Linked DNA regions of Zea mays: region 1 is linked to region 2. A link is a contact called in public Hi-C data. All regions are on one chromosome and are shown on one strand. The core of a region is the stretch at or near the end of the contact, and the rest is flanking DNA. Distances in the headings are between cores, read along the strand shown.

Region 1 (6,640 bases), core at 836-3,335, 190 kb after region 2:
CTGCTCGATCAGCCAATGCGCAGCTCAGACCACCAGTGACAGGAGTCCAGATCCATAAGGCAGAGTACGACAGCGCGGCACTATCAGTCTATCTTATCGATCAGCACGTACCGGTGATGGAGCCGACGATGATGAGGCGCTTAGAGGGGTAGTCGGAGGACTGGAGGTCGCTGAGGAGCTCGCGGGCGAGGAGGAAATGGCCGAGGTGGTTGACGCCGACGCTCATCTCGAAGCCGTCGGCGGTGTAGGACGGCTCCTTGGCGGTGGGCTGGTACACGGCGGCGTTGCAGACCACCACGTCGATGGGCATCTCCAGCTGGCGCACGTTCCTGACGAACTGGCGGACGCTGTCCAGGGAGGCGAGGTCCAGGTGCACGACGGTGAAGCTGTCCTTGTCCATGCCGGCCGCCTTGGCCGCGCGCGACGCCTTGAGGAAGTCGCGGCAGGCCATGATGACGTGCCACTTGCCTGTCTCCGCGAGGGCCTTCGCCGTGGCGAGGCCGAGGCCGGACGACGCGCCGGTGATGACCGCCGTGCCCTTGCGGAGGGTCTTCTTGCCAGACGGCGACGCGGGGGTCACTGACGGGGAGGACACCGCTGCCGTCTGCGCGCGGATGTCCGCCGACCTGCTCACCCTCTGCAGGTTTTGGATGTGTATTTTTTTTAGTTACAGACTTACAGTGACATCAAGCATCAGACAGGGAACCAGTGACAAACAATGTACAACCTACAATGGCTAGGCTAGCGACATCTGAAGTGGTAAAATTAAGTGATGATCCTAGAATGCCTGATTGCCGGCTTCGGATTAAAGTCAGTTGCAGCTGCAACTACAACCGTCTGAATAGACTTTAATCAACAGCCTTTGTAAAAGCAGTAGAAGCCAATACAGATTAAAACCAAACGAACAGTGTCATGTCATGACACAACCTAAATTCAACTTTTATCTTTCCCTTAAAAAACACCAACTTTGAGGCTCAAGTGTCCAGTTGACCACAGAGCTGCCTCATTAACATGATCTACTGCGTACAAAGTACTCCATTGCTTAATTTGGCATTAGGAGTAGCAATTACGAGTTATACATGTGATGCTGGGAAGAAAATGTCCCTTTAAGCCTAGTTTAAAATTTTAAATCCGCTCTGGATTCCCGGGATTGAGAGAAAAATAAGCTAATTTTCTCCTCGATCTCTAAAAATTCCAAAAAGGATTTCAGTTTCCAAAATAACCCTAACTATCCAGTCAAGACTTTCCATGGCTTTCAGCCTTGTACTTGGAATAGAGAAAGTCAGTAAGACACTGAACTTGAAGACAGACAATTCTAGCCAGCCAAATGATGTCCAAGGTTTCAGTAGGCAAAGACTACTATCCGCTCCCTATCCCTATCCACGTTTGGCACAACTCAGCTTTACTAATGAAGCTGTTTTTTTTATATATTTCAGCTCCTTGCTTGAAAGATTTAAAAAAACTCTTTTGGAGATCTGTTTAGCAAAACAGCTAGCTACAGCCTACAGGACCGACAAGTGCATGGAGAATGTGCGAAAAATTATTATTTTCAGCTTCATACCACACCATTTCAACATAGGAGCACGATTTAAGGAGCTTCGTAAGAAGACGGAAGGTAATATATAAGCAGTAGCCTTAGTCCAAATACCACGGTGCGTAGGCCCAGAGCGGTGGTGTCCAGCTTGAGGCCATCCGCCGCGAGACGAACACCCAAGAACGACGCCGAGTCCTTCACCGACCCCTGCACACAGCATCAACATTGCAACCGCAACTTACCAGAGCCGCCACTTGGCAGCTCGGACACTGAAGCTGAGCGCGAATCGAAAGAACAGCACGGTGCTCGCTGGAAAACGCAGAACTGCGCCGCTCACCTCCTTGCGCGCGGAGAGGGCCGAGGGGAGAAAGGACGTCGCCGCCTGGAGCGCCATGTCGAGCAGCGAACGCAAGAGACTGCCTCGGGGGAGAGTGGACGGCACGAGCTGTGAGCAGCCTGAAGACTGAGGATTTGGCTGGGTTCTTCTTCTTCCTCTCCTCTCCGCGGGGGGATGCGAAAGCGAGGCACGGCACCGCGGGAGTTTATTCGGCCGTGACCGTGAGCGGTGAGCCGGTGGCGATAACGCGATAGGGTGGGGTGGGGTGGGGTTCGCCACGCGGCGCCGACCTGGCACAAGCCCGGCCAATGGGAGCTTGGTGGCTTGGATTTCCCTGCCCCAGGCCGGTCCCACCCTGGGGATGGATAGTTAGATAGGATACTTTCGGTAATTAGCAGGCTTTGATATTTTTTTTGTCTCCTCGCACGGACGGGATCGGTCGCTGTTGCCTCGACCTCGGCACACATCTCGAGCGTGAGGGCATCCATCACTGTTTTCTTAATATTTCTCCCTTTATATAACCATAATTGCAACGACATTTAAATTATTAAATAAAATATTAATATATAATGATTATATAAAAACGAGTGCCACATATATTATCGATCTCAATATCTCATAAATTCTTTGACACAAACAATACAGAACTAAATTGATAAAAATCAAATTATACCACAACGTGAATATCAGAAAAAAAATAAAGTCTAAAAAGTGAGTAGATTGTTCATACATTATGACGACATAGATCATATAAGAAAGAAGCAAGTTCTACCTATATAAGCTATATAGTACTTTCTGTCGATATAAACTGAGGGTAATTATTCTGAACAAATTTCTAGAACCACAATGGCAGAGCTATGCATCAGTGCAAAGAAAAGAATATATAAGATAAACAATGCACACACCCAACACCGAATAAAATTAGAAAGCAAACTAACTTAAATTATTGGAAGAAGGGACAGATTTTATTTGTCAAGACACAGGACAAAGGCCACCCCTCCACTCTTTGCTAGTGCGCTAAACATAAAGCTACTGGTTAGCATCGTGAACCAACAAACTTCAGCCAAACCAACAAACCAAAACAGCTACCACAAACAACACAACATCAAGGGTGCAAAAACAGGCTAATACATCAAGAAGTTGACCGCTTAATTACTTAAGCCAGTTGCTTATCAGCAAATCTTCGTACAACACTTAAACCATGTTTGGGACAGCTCCAGCTCCAAAAAAATTAGTAGATTTATTGGAGCAAGTTATTAGGTGCTACGGAAAATCGTGAAGCTGGAGATGTAAGTCTTTAAAAGATATTTAAATAAACCATTTATTTATTATTTAGATTAGAAATGTTTTTAAAACTATTTTAAATTGATATTATAGACTACAACTCTAGACTGAAGCTAGAACCTGAAACCATCACAAACACCCCTTAGGTTTATAGAAACACATATAACATTGATCTTATATACTACACATATCTGGGAACTCAGGACTGGTAGATATCAAGAGAGTCCTGACCATTGTGATCCAGATACTTTCATCTAAAACTCTACCAACCTATAATAACAATCAGGAAGCTCGCTTTTACGTGCAATAAAACCATTACCATGGTAAAAGCTACAAGCCTACAACTACATCATTAATTTTCATTAAAATAAAATGGGAAAGAAAATGAAAATCTATTACGAGCCCTCAAACAATGGTTACATGTGGGTTTGTATCCATGCAACTTTTCCAAAATTTGAGCTTATTCATGAGAACAAGCGTCAGGAACTGCTCTTGTATTATACCAACACCACAATCTAACAAGATGCGGAATAAGGGAATGCACCAAAGTTTAGACATGCACCAGCTTATTTGTTTATGATAGCACTAGTCATATTTATTTAAATTAGGTAACAACACACAGGATGACATGCCACTTCTGAGTACCCACTTCACTAAATCTATGGATGCAATGTGCAGATAGATTAAATTTACTGTTGTAGTTAGGTAAAGTGACAGATTATCTTAACAACAACTTCAAGTAGCAATATATTGAAGGCAGTTTTGAGTCCTTTATTTTTGTCTAAGAGAACCTAATCGTAGAAAAGAATAAAAAATTGACTACTGAAAGAGTAACACAAAGTTCCTTACCTCTTTAATCCGCTGCTTCAACTAATTAAGACTCTCTTTCAGAAAGGCTCGGAAGGTGCCACATATAATTACCAAATCAGGGATCACATTGAGGGTGTGTTTTGAAGTGGAGTTTTCTCAAACCATAGTAATTTAATACCATGGTATAAAGTATATTATGACATAATACTATATTTTCAGCAAAACCACAGTAAAACTAGAGTATTTCGTGATACATAGCACAATTTGGTAACACAATTTTTACAATACTGTGTGCATGAGATAACAGAGGTTGTGCGTGCAAATAAATAGAATTAGGGCACAGTTTGTAAAAGAAATAATAAATAAATGATGCGCGTGACTCTTCCTTCTTTTCTTCCGTTGCCTTGAATGCAATGGGTTGCACATCGGGTGTGGAGGTAGCGCCTTGCTCCAAGTTGACAATGTGTTTGGAGTCTTTGATTATAAGTGTAAAGCTCACAAACTTGCCAATCACATCCTTGGGAGACATCTGTTTATATCTAGGATCTCCACGAATTAATTGCACTTGAGTGGGGTTATGAAAGACAAGAGATCTTAGAATAACCTTGATCATTTCATGGTCATCCCACTTGGTGCTCCCGAGGTTGCGGACTTGGTTCACCATTGTTTTGAGCCGGTTGAACATTGCTTGTGGCTCTTCTCCCTTGTTGAGGACGAACCGACCGAGTTTTCCCTCGATCGTTTCCCGCTTGGTGATCTTTGTCACTTCGTCTCCTTCGTGCGCCGTCTTGAGGACGTCCCAAATTTCTTTGGTACTCTTCAACTCTTGCACCTTATTGTACTCCTCTCTGCATAAGGAAGCAAGGAGTATGGAGGTGGCTTGGGAGTTGAAGTGCCTTATTTGAACGGCCTCATCGGAGTCGTAGTCCTTGTCACCCACCTGTGGTTCCTGTGCCCCAAACTCAACAATATCCCAAATACTTTCGTGGAGTGAGGTTAGATGGTGCCTTATTTTATCACTCCATATGCAATAATCTTCACCATCAAAATATGGTGGTTTGCCTAGGGGAACAAAAAGTAAGGGAGCACGCTTAGAAATACGAGGATAGCGTAGAAGAATCTTACTATACTTCTTACGCTCTTGGTGCTTTGAGGATGTAGACTCGGCACCGGAGGTTGAGGGTGAGGAAGAATCGGTCTCATAGTAGACCACCTTCTTCATCTTCTTTTTCCTCTTGTCACCCTTCTTATATGACTTGATGGAGCCGGCGGATTCCTCCTTGTGCTTGTCACCGGCCTCTTTCGACGGAGTCCTTTCATCATTCTTCTTTCCCGAAGATTCGGGCTTCCCCCCGGTGACCATCTCCCTTTTGGCGTGTTCTCCCGACATCACTTTGAGTTGTTAGACTCTAATGAAGTATTGCCTTTTATAACAATTGAAAGTCGCCTAAAAGGGGGTGAATAGGCAAAACCTAAAAATTATAAACTTTGAACATACACTTCACCCAGGGTTAGGGTTAGAAATAAATAACAATGAATTCGGAGTGCGGAAGATAGTTCTTCTTGCTATGAGTTGCTCAATCAATGAGAATAACTTTGAAAGCAAACTCAAAACAATGTGAGTAAGAGAACTTTTAGAGAGACGGGAGAGGGAAGGAACAAATCGAATGGTGGATCAACACAAATGGACACTGTGATTTATTTCCCATGGTTCGGTTTCCAAGAACCTACTCCCCGTTGAGGAGGACACAAAGGATGGGTCTATTTCAACCATTTCCCTCTCTCAATCGATGGTCACTTAGACTGGTTGAATGCTTCTTCTTAATCTCTCAGGTCAGTTAGACCCCGCAGGGATCACCACACAATTTAGGTGTCTATTGCTTGCTTTACAAAACACTTAGAGAGTTTAGAGAGGGATGAAGAAAGCAACCAAACAACAAGAGCAACAAATGAAACACAAATCACCCTCTCTCAAGTCACTAAACACTTTTGATCACTTGACTTGATTATGGCACTTGGATAGGATTGGAGGCTTTGAATGTGTCTTTGGAGTGTATTCTTTGCTCTTGTATTGAATGTTGAGAGTGGAAAGATTAGATCACTTGAATGGTGGTGGTTGGGGGTATTTATAGCCCCAACCACTATTCTAGCCGTTGGCTGAGTTCTCTATCGACTGGCACACCTGACAGTCTGTGGCGCACCAGACACTGCACTGTTCATTATCCGGTGCACGCCATGTCAGCTGACCGTTGGGGTTTGGAGCAGTCGACCGTTGACTTCGTCTGTCCTTGTGGTGCACCGGACAGTCCGGTGGCACACCGGACAGTCTGGTGCATCCTGACATCACAGACTGTCTCTAAACTTCTAGTGTTCTGAACCCGTAGCAGTCGCGTGGCAGTAGACCGTTGGTGAAGATGATCGTTGCTCGTGGCTCACCGGATAGGTCGATGACACACCGGACAGTCCGGTGATTTTTAGCGGAGGAGTGTTGTGTTTTCTCGAGAGCGGCCAGTTCGTTGGGCGCGCCAGCCTGGGCATCGGACACTATCCGGTGTACACCGGACAGTCTAGTGCGCCGCAGGCTGGGGCAAATATGTTTTGCTCCATTCTTATAGAATTGCTCCAAGGGTCATTTTCCTTATATGTGTATGTGGACTTTATGCACCTGAGAAAAG
Region 2 (6,615 bases), core at 3,774-6,273:
CTCATAACATAGCTATGAAATGAGAGTCGTTTTATTACCAGAGCAAGCCCCATTGCAAACTTTAGTATTTTTTGGGTCTGCTTTTCTTGAAACAGTGGAAGGTTTCTGAAGAAGAGAGAGGGCTGCAGCAACAGGAATAACAATCAGATTCCAAAAGTGGGTTTCGAGCTTTACATTAAAGTCTTGAGCAGTAGTAATATTAAATAAGTATGCAGTTACCTGATAGTAATTCAATAATATTGAGAATGACACCAACAAAAGGAAGTGGGGGGCATTTAGGGCTCAATTTTCGATTCAAGCTGAGCAAATGGGTCTGGAAGGAACAAAATGAGATTATACCTTGTAAAATAATATAGGTAGCACTTAGCAGCAAACAAGGCAACACCATTACAGCAGAGAGCAAAAAAACATAGTAGAGAGCAGCGTGATAGAAGCAAATCGAGCAAACAAGATACTGAAGATTACCTTGTTGTTGTCACTTAGAAATGTGGCATTCTCCAAAATTTTCAAACATTTCAAGAGGAGTGCAGCGCTTTGCAGAGGAGCTCTTTCCTTTCCCTCCACATCCGTAGTGGAGGCATCCTTTACAAGTTTCTAATAAACCAGGCAGATTGTTATTGCAGTCACTTAGCACAAACATTATATTACTAGTGCATATTATTGGAGGAGAATAGAATAGTATTAACCAGAATATGTGTGTAGATACATATAGTAGCACCATAATGGGCTGGATACAAAGCCTAGGCCCAACAGGAATCAACACACTCTAACACATATATGTGTCAAAACAGGTGACATGTAAAGGTGGGGACAAACGATATACAGATCGGCAACCTAAAGATAAAATATGATACTCCTAAACGTCAGTGCTAGAGTACTTGCATATCCAGAAAAGGCAAATGTCAATGGAATTGTAACACTCAACAGAACAAAAAGACATATATGTTGTTTGTTGTGTTTAGTTTCAGATTTTCAGTAAAGAGGTGGTCCATCATCATCTCACCCCTCAAAATCTTGTTTGGTTTGTGTATTGGAATAGGGTGATCCATCATCACCACATTCCTCATATGCACATAATTAGTATATGTATGGAGGATGGATCATCCCACCAAATTCATATATAAATCACATGATGATGGACCACCCCATCAAGGATGAGGTGATTCCTCAAACCAAACACCCCATTATTAATGACTCTATTTGATGGAAGTGCAAAGAATCATCATCTTGGAGTATATAAAAGAGCAGACCCAGTGCCAGAGGGTCCCACATGAGTGAGATCTAGGGAAGGGATAAACCGAGGGAAGCCTTCCCCACAAATGTGGAGAGGTTGCTTCGAACCCGCGACCTTTCAAGGGTATTACTTCATCATTTCTCCAAAGTTCAAATTGTACCGGTAATCACAGTAAGAGTACATTTGAAATCTAAAACTTTTCAATCAAAGCAATTATTGCAACATAACTTTGTCTTGCAACATGTTTTTCACGTTGCTCCAAATAATATTCTTTCAGATTGCAGCTTCAAGTATACTGGAGCATGAATTGTACAAGGCTCAAAAGTAAACCATCCTTTACCATAGCAGAACAAATAATGTCAATTTAATATTCCCTCCGTCCCAAAATAAAATTCGTTTTACCTATTAGTTGATTCATACAATAATTAATGTATTTGTTTTATGTGTGTCTAGATTCATCATCATCCATTTGAACATAGACATAAAAATCAAGAGCTAAAACGACTAATATTTTAGAACGGAGGGAGTGGTTTTTATTTGTATAAACCTATTAGAGAATACATACACATAAATAAGGTCTTACCTCCAGCTCTGAATGGCAATTCACCATGACATTAAAAATATTATCAAGGCCACCCGACTGCCTTAATGTTTCTTTAAAATTTCCTCCAAGTTTCAACACCATCTCAGATGTATCTGTAAAAATGTTGTAGCACTTCAGGAGTGAATGAGTGATGATGGAAAAACCTTGCTACTAAATCAGGTTTATTAAATTAAAAGGTAAGAAAAATACTCAAAGTTCTAAATAAGACAACAATTGATAGCAAGTAAAAGAATAACCAGACAAAATCATACATGTAATGCTGTAAGCTATTACTTAACTTATTGTTTGATTTTATTGCTTTGACTAATAGAACCAGACCTGAAGGGGGATTGTGATCAAGAAATTTGATTAGAGAACTTACCCTCTAATGCAACAGCAGACAAGCACGCCTTTTCCATTGTCAACAAAGCAAGCCACTTTGAACATAGTTCTGGCCTTGTTGTTTTCTTATCATCACTGTCTAGTGGCTTGATCTCTTTGCAGCTTAAGAGGATTTCTTCAACTTTTAAAAGTATGTCCTCTGAACTAGAATCTGCATCCTTATTGGAACTGTTAAGCATCTGAAATTTACTGATTCCAAGAAGTTTGGAACCTATTGATGGCGCTTTGGCATCAACAACATTCACTGGAGGGTTTAATAATTTAAGAAGGAAATGGACACAAGTTTCTGAATCCAGCGAATTATTGTCTTGGACCTGAATAATAACAAAGGAAACAATAAGCTGAACTCATATTGAAGTACTACTACCTGAGTTCCAGAATCTAGTGTCATCAATCAAATTTCTAAAGGTTGGCCTTTTGTATGCCTGTAAGGTTAGAGTTACATAGGTTCACTATATAAAAATATGAAAATATCATTAAAGTTACAGTTAGAATGCCTCCATTAAGTTGTAACAATGGACAAAGCTGCATCTCATAGATAATGAAAAGTCAAAAACTTTATTAAGTAAAAAGAAAGAAAGTGGTGAAAGAGAAGAACCATTGGTTAGTTAACTAGTACAATATTAAAGAGAGTCATTTAGGTCAAACTAATGAAAAAGTTTAAATGACAATACTGCCTGAGATTTATTTCCAACAGATTTCTAGTTAGTTTTTACATTCAAAATATTGAGATTCAATCATGGTGTTTCTTATTTGATTCTTTTATAGAACATGCCAGCCTTGCAATATGAAAACAAGTGGCATTGTAATGTGAAAGAAGTGGTTGCAGCTAAAAGAGAAAACACAAGGGAAATTGATAGCTTTTATCCACCTTGTAATCATCTAGGTGAAGGCAAATTTGAGATAAGAGGTATTTAATATGCATAACAGCATGTGTGATTTAGACAGAGATCAAGAGGTACTCACATCACTTGCCAAAACAAATAAAAGAGCTCCTGCAGCAATAGCGCAGGGAGGATCATCAATGTCCAGAACCAAAATAGCATCGATAATTTGCTGTACCAGTCTACAGGATATAAGAAAAAGAAGCCATTTGTATAAGTAATAGAATGCGAAAAAGGTGACAGATCTAATATTGTGTTTGTTAATTGTTAAATGTTAACATCTTTAGAGCTGGAGAAGTTCTTAGATTCAATAATAATTTAATTATTCTTTTGGACATAGAACATTTGACCTTGCTCCAAGAACTGAAGCCCAGGTCAGACAGAAAAACAGATATCACACACCTTCAAGGCTTCAACTTATTCTAACCAAGTATTATGCTTTTAACTTAAAAATGAAGTACAGCATCAATGTTGGCATAATTGTGAGTGTAAGAGTAAACCTATCAATCTATGATACATTTCAGCTCAAGTGAAACTTTCAGTTTATAAGATAATAATTATTACTGTTCAATCCTGACTGGAAACATGCCCAATTCTCAGAAATCGCAAAGTAAATGTATATGCTTATTGCCTAAGGAGAAAAGTTTAGCTACACCTCAATAATTTCCATTTCTACCAAACAGCATTCTTCAGATAACTTGCCATGATGCTTGAGATGAGCACATATAATTCAGACAAGATAGACCAAATTCTAGGCACAACCGCACAACTAAACACCAACCATGCTACTGTTTCAGGGACCATGCAGGATACAATCTCTCAGCTTAAGAAGGTATCAATCTGCTAGAAATCTTCCTAGGCAACTCAAATGCGTGTGCATACTTCTTAAACACATTTGTAAAATTAGGTTCTAAACCAACGAAAGTGACAATAATGCTTGTTGGAATCAACAGTGTCAGTTCTACAATAATACAGAAAGAGTTCTGGGCAAGGAATTAGCCTACAAACGGGGAACCATTGAACCATAAAACCAATATACTTGAGTTCTGGGCAAGGAATTAGCCATCTATTGCGAAACCAATCAAACAAAGGAAGCCCATGGTCCAAAGGCAGAAAGGTGGTCCCTTTCTCAAGGAAACCCTAGTCTCGAGCCCCAATCGCACAAGAAAACCATCACGCTTCTCGATTTTCCGGTCAAGATTACTAAGAAAGACAAGCAAGAACCTAATTGATGTTATTGGTTGAGCACAAGACAAAAGAGGCGCCTTTGATGCACTCACCCTTGGGACCGGAGCACGCGGCGGCGCTCGGCGGAGGCGCAGATCCCGAGCAGCGCGAGCAGGCTGGCCCGCCGCGTCCGCTTCTGCGCTGCGGGTCGGAGCCCGTCGAGCGCGAACGTGACTTCGTCCACGCTCTCCATCATCTCTCCGTACTCCTCCGCCTCCATCAGCGTTGCCGTCGGCGCCACCGCGGGGGCTTCCGCGAGCTCCCACCCTCCTCTTCTTGCCCCGCGCCGCCGCCCCTCCGGCCGGGGCCGCGGCGGGGACGGAGGTGGGTCCTCGTCGAAGTCCCACATCGAAGAGGACTCCTGCGACGGCGGGAGCGGGAGCGGCTGCGAGGCCGACGACACCAGCAAGTCGGCGGCGTCGTCGCAGTCGAACGCGTCCTGCGAGGACGAGACCCCGCCCCCGCCGTCGGAGAAGGAGCGGGATCTGCGCCCGTACGTTCGCAGGATCATGGCGTCCGCGCCGTCGTCGATGCGCGGCGAGAGATAGGAATTGGGCGTGGCTTGGGTGTGTTCGGGGCGTCGTTTGCTTCGCGTTGCGGCGGATTTGGGAATGAAGTTGTGAGGGGCAGCTGCAGAGCTGCTTGGGGGATTTTGGGGGAGCGAGGAACTCGGCTTCGGCTCGATCAGGTTGTTGTGCCACTGGCGAGTGGGGCCGCGAGATGGATACGGTTTGGTTTGTCTGATTCAGCCGTCGGATTTGTTGGGAAATGGGAACATCACGCCTCAGGTGTCAGAACGGCGGGGAGGGCAGTAGTGGCTCAGAGGCGGTTAGCCGTTGGATCTCCTATCTCTACTAACTATTAAGGGGGAAGTGTAGACTGCCCCCGCCTGAAGCAGCCCGCGCGAACCGGCTGCCCCCAGCGCGAATCCCCTCCCGCAACCCGGCCTCCCTCCCCGTTCGCAAACCACCAGCCACATGCTGCGCAGCTCAACGCCGCCATTTCCGGAGGTAGCTTTGTCCCCTTCCTCCCCAGCCGCGCGAGGATTTCGCCCCGCTCGCCACGCCTTCACAACTCACCCCCATCTGCGAGGCCACCAGCGGGACGACCCTCGCTCCCGACGACCGACTGCTGGAGCCAACTCAAGCAGCCGATCCGCAAGTGGCGCGCGACTATGGAGGCAACCGCGGCGGTGCAGAGGCTGGCCGACCTAGAGGTGCAGCGGCGCCGTATCGCCGAGGTGCGCGCCACGGATCTGCACGAATCCAACCTCGTCTGCTCGGAGCAGCTCGTCGTCGACACTGCGGTGTTCGCGTGCACAACCAACGACGCTGTTCAGATCACCGACATCTCCCTCGAGCTCGCCGTACCGCTTCACCTCACCAAGGAGCTCGTCCAGCGTGGCCCCGCCTCGGTCACGGCTGCGCCCACATCTTCCTCTGTTTCCGTTCGCGAGATGAACCACTTCCACCTGGACACCAACGGCACAAAGCTGCAGCAGCACGTGCAATACTATGCGGAGCCCATCTTCCCCAAGCTCGACTCGGATGGAGAGGCGCGCGTACAGGACCAAGTCATGCACGACACCAGGGGCAACCCATGGGAGTTCTGCCACATCTACCGCGTCCAGCACGACCAACACAAACTCCTCCCCATCGGGTGGAGCAGGAACTACATGGCAGGAGCTCTGGATGAGCAGATCGACGCGTCAGTGAGGCAGCACTGCCTGTGGAACTTGCAAGCCAGCTGGAGGTTCGTGTTCAACTCGTCCAGAGTGTTGGAGGAGAGGTACCTGAAGCAGCCTCTCGGGGACCTAGGCTTCAAGCGCTCATGGCCGGTGGACCCTGTGGCTCCGGAGGCAGACGTCGTGGTTTCATGCGGCGGGCAGGCAGCCGTCGAGCTCGCCGATCTCAGAACGTGGCTTAACATGTTCCTAGAAGGTTCAATTGTCTACACGAGGGCCACCATCGTCTTCATGCGCCGCCCCAACGGTGACCTCATCGTCGGCCTGCGCCACGACGAGGAGGAGGCAGTTCCCAACACCTTGCCCAACAGGTGTTCGATGATTTGCTTCATCCGCGGCCTCGACGTCGGCAGCCACCTGTGGGGGAATAACTCTACTGCTGCTGACCACAACACGACAGGCCTGAGGCTGCTCTGGTGGCTCAAGAACCAGACGTCCTTCCAGATGTCTGGCAGCTGGGACCACTTCATCGCGCTGGGGCACATCTTCATCGTTCTTGAGCCTTTAATTCACAGCCAGAGAACAACCAAGCATATCCTAG

The links. Hi-C and Micro-C count contacts between places; a contact is called where the count stands out from the background.
Region 1: a Hi-C map of leaf shows a contact between it and region 2, with 8 times the contacts expected there. The contact joins the promoter of LOC100381341 here to the promoter of LOC100191427 in region 2. A contact is called at or near these places in 4 of 25 Hi-C or Micro-C datasets (ear, endosperm and leaf).

The regions. Positions count from the first base shown.
Region 1 is chr5:25,841,845-25,848,484 of Zm-B73-REFERENCE-NAM-5.0, forward strand. It overlaps LOC100381341 (protochlorophyllide reductase B), which reads right to left and starts at 2,086. Exons shown (of 3, transcript NM_001414345.1): 1 at 1,649-2,086; 2 at 112-637. The coding sequence starts at 451.
Region 2 is chr5:25,646,282-25,652,896 of Zm-B73-REFERENCE-NAM-5.0, forward strand. LOC100191427 reads right to left here and starts at 5,024. Exons shown (of 14, transcript NM_001365488.1): 1 at 4,384-5,024; 2 at 3,186-3,285; 3 at 2,200-2,533; 4 at 1,818-1,930; 5 at 466-594; 6 at 220-313; 7 at 39-122. The coding sequence starts at 4,841.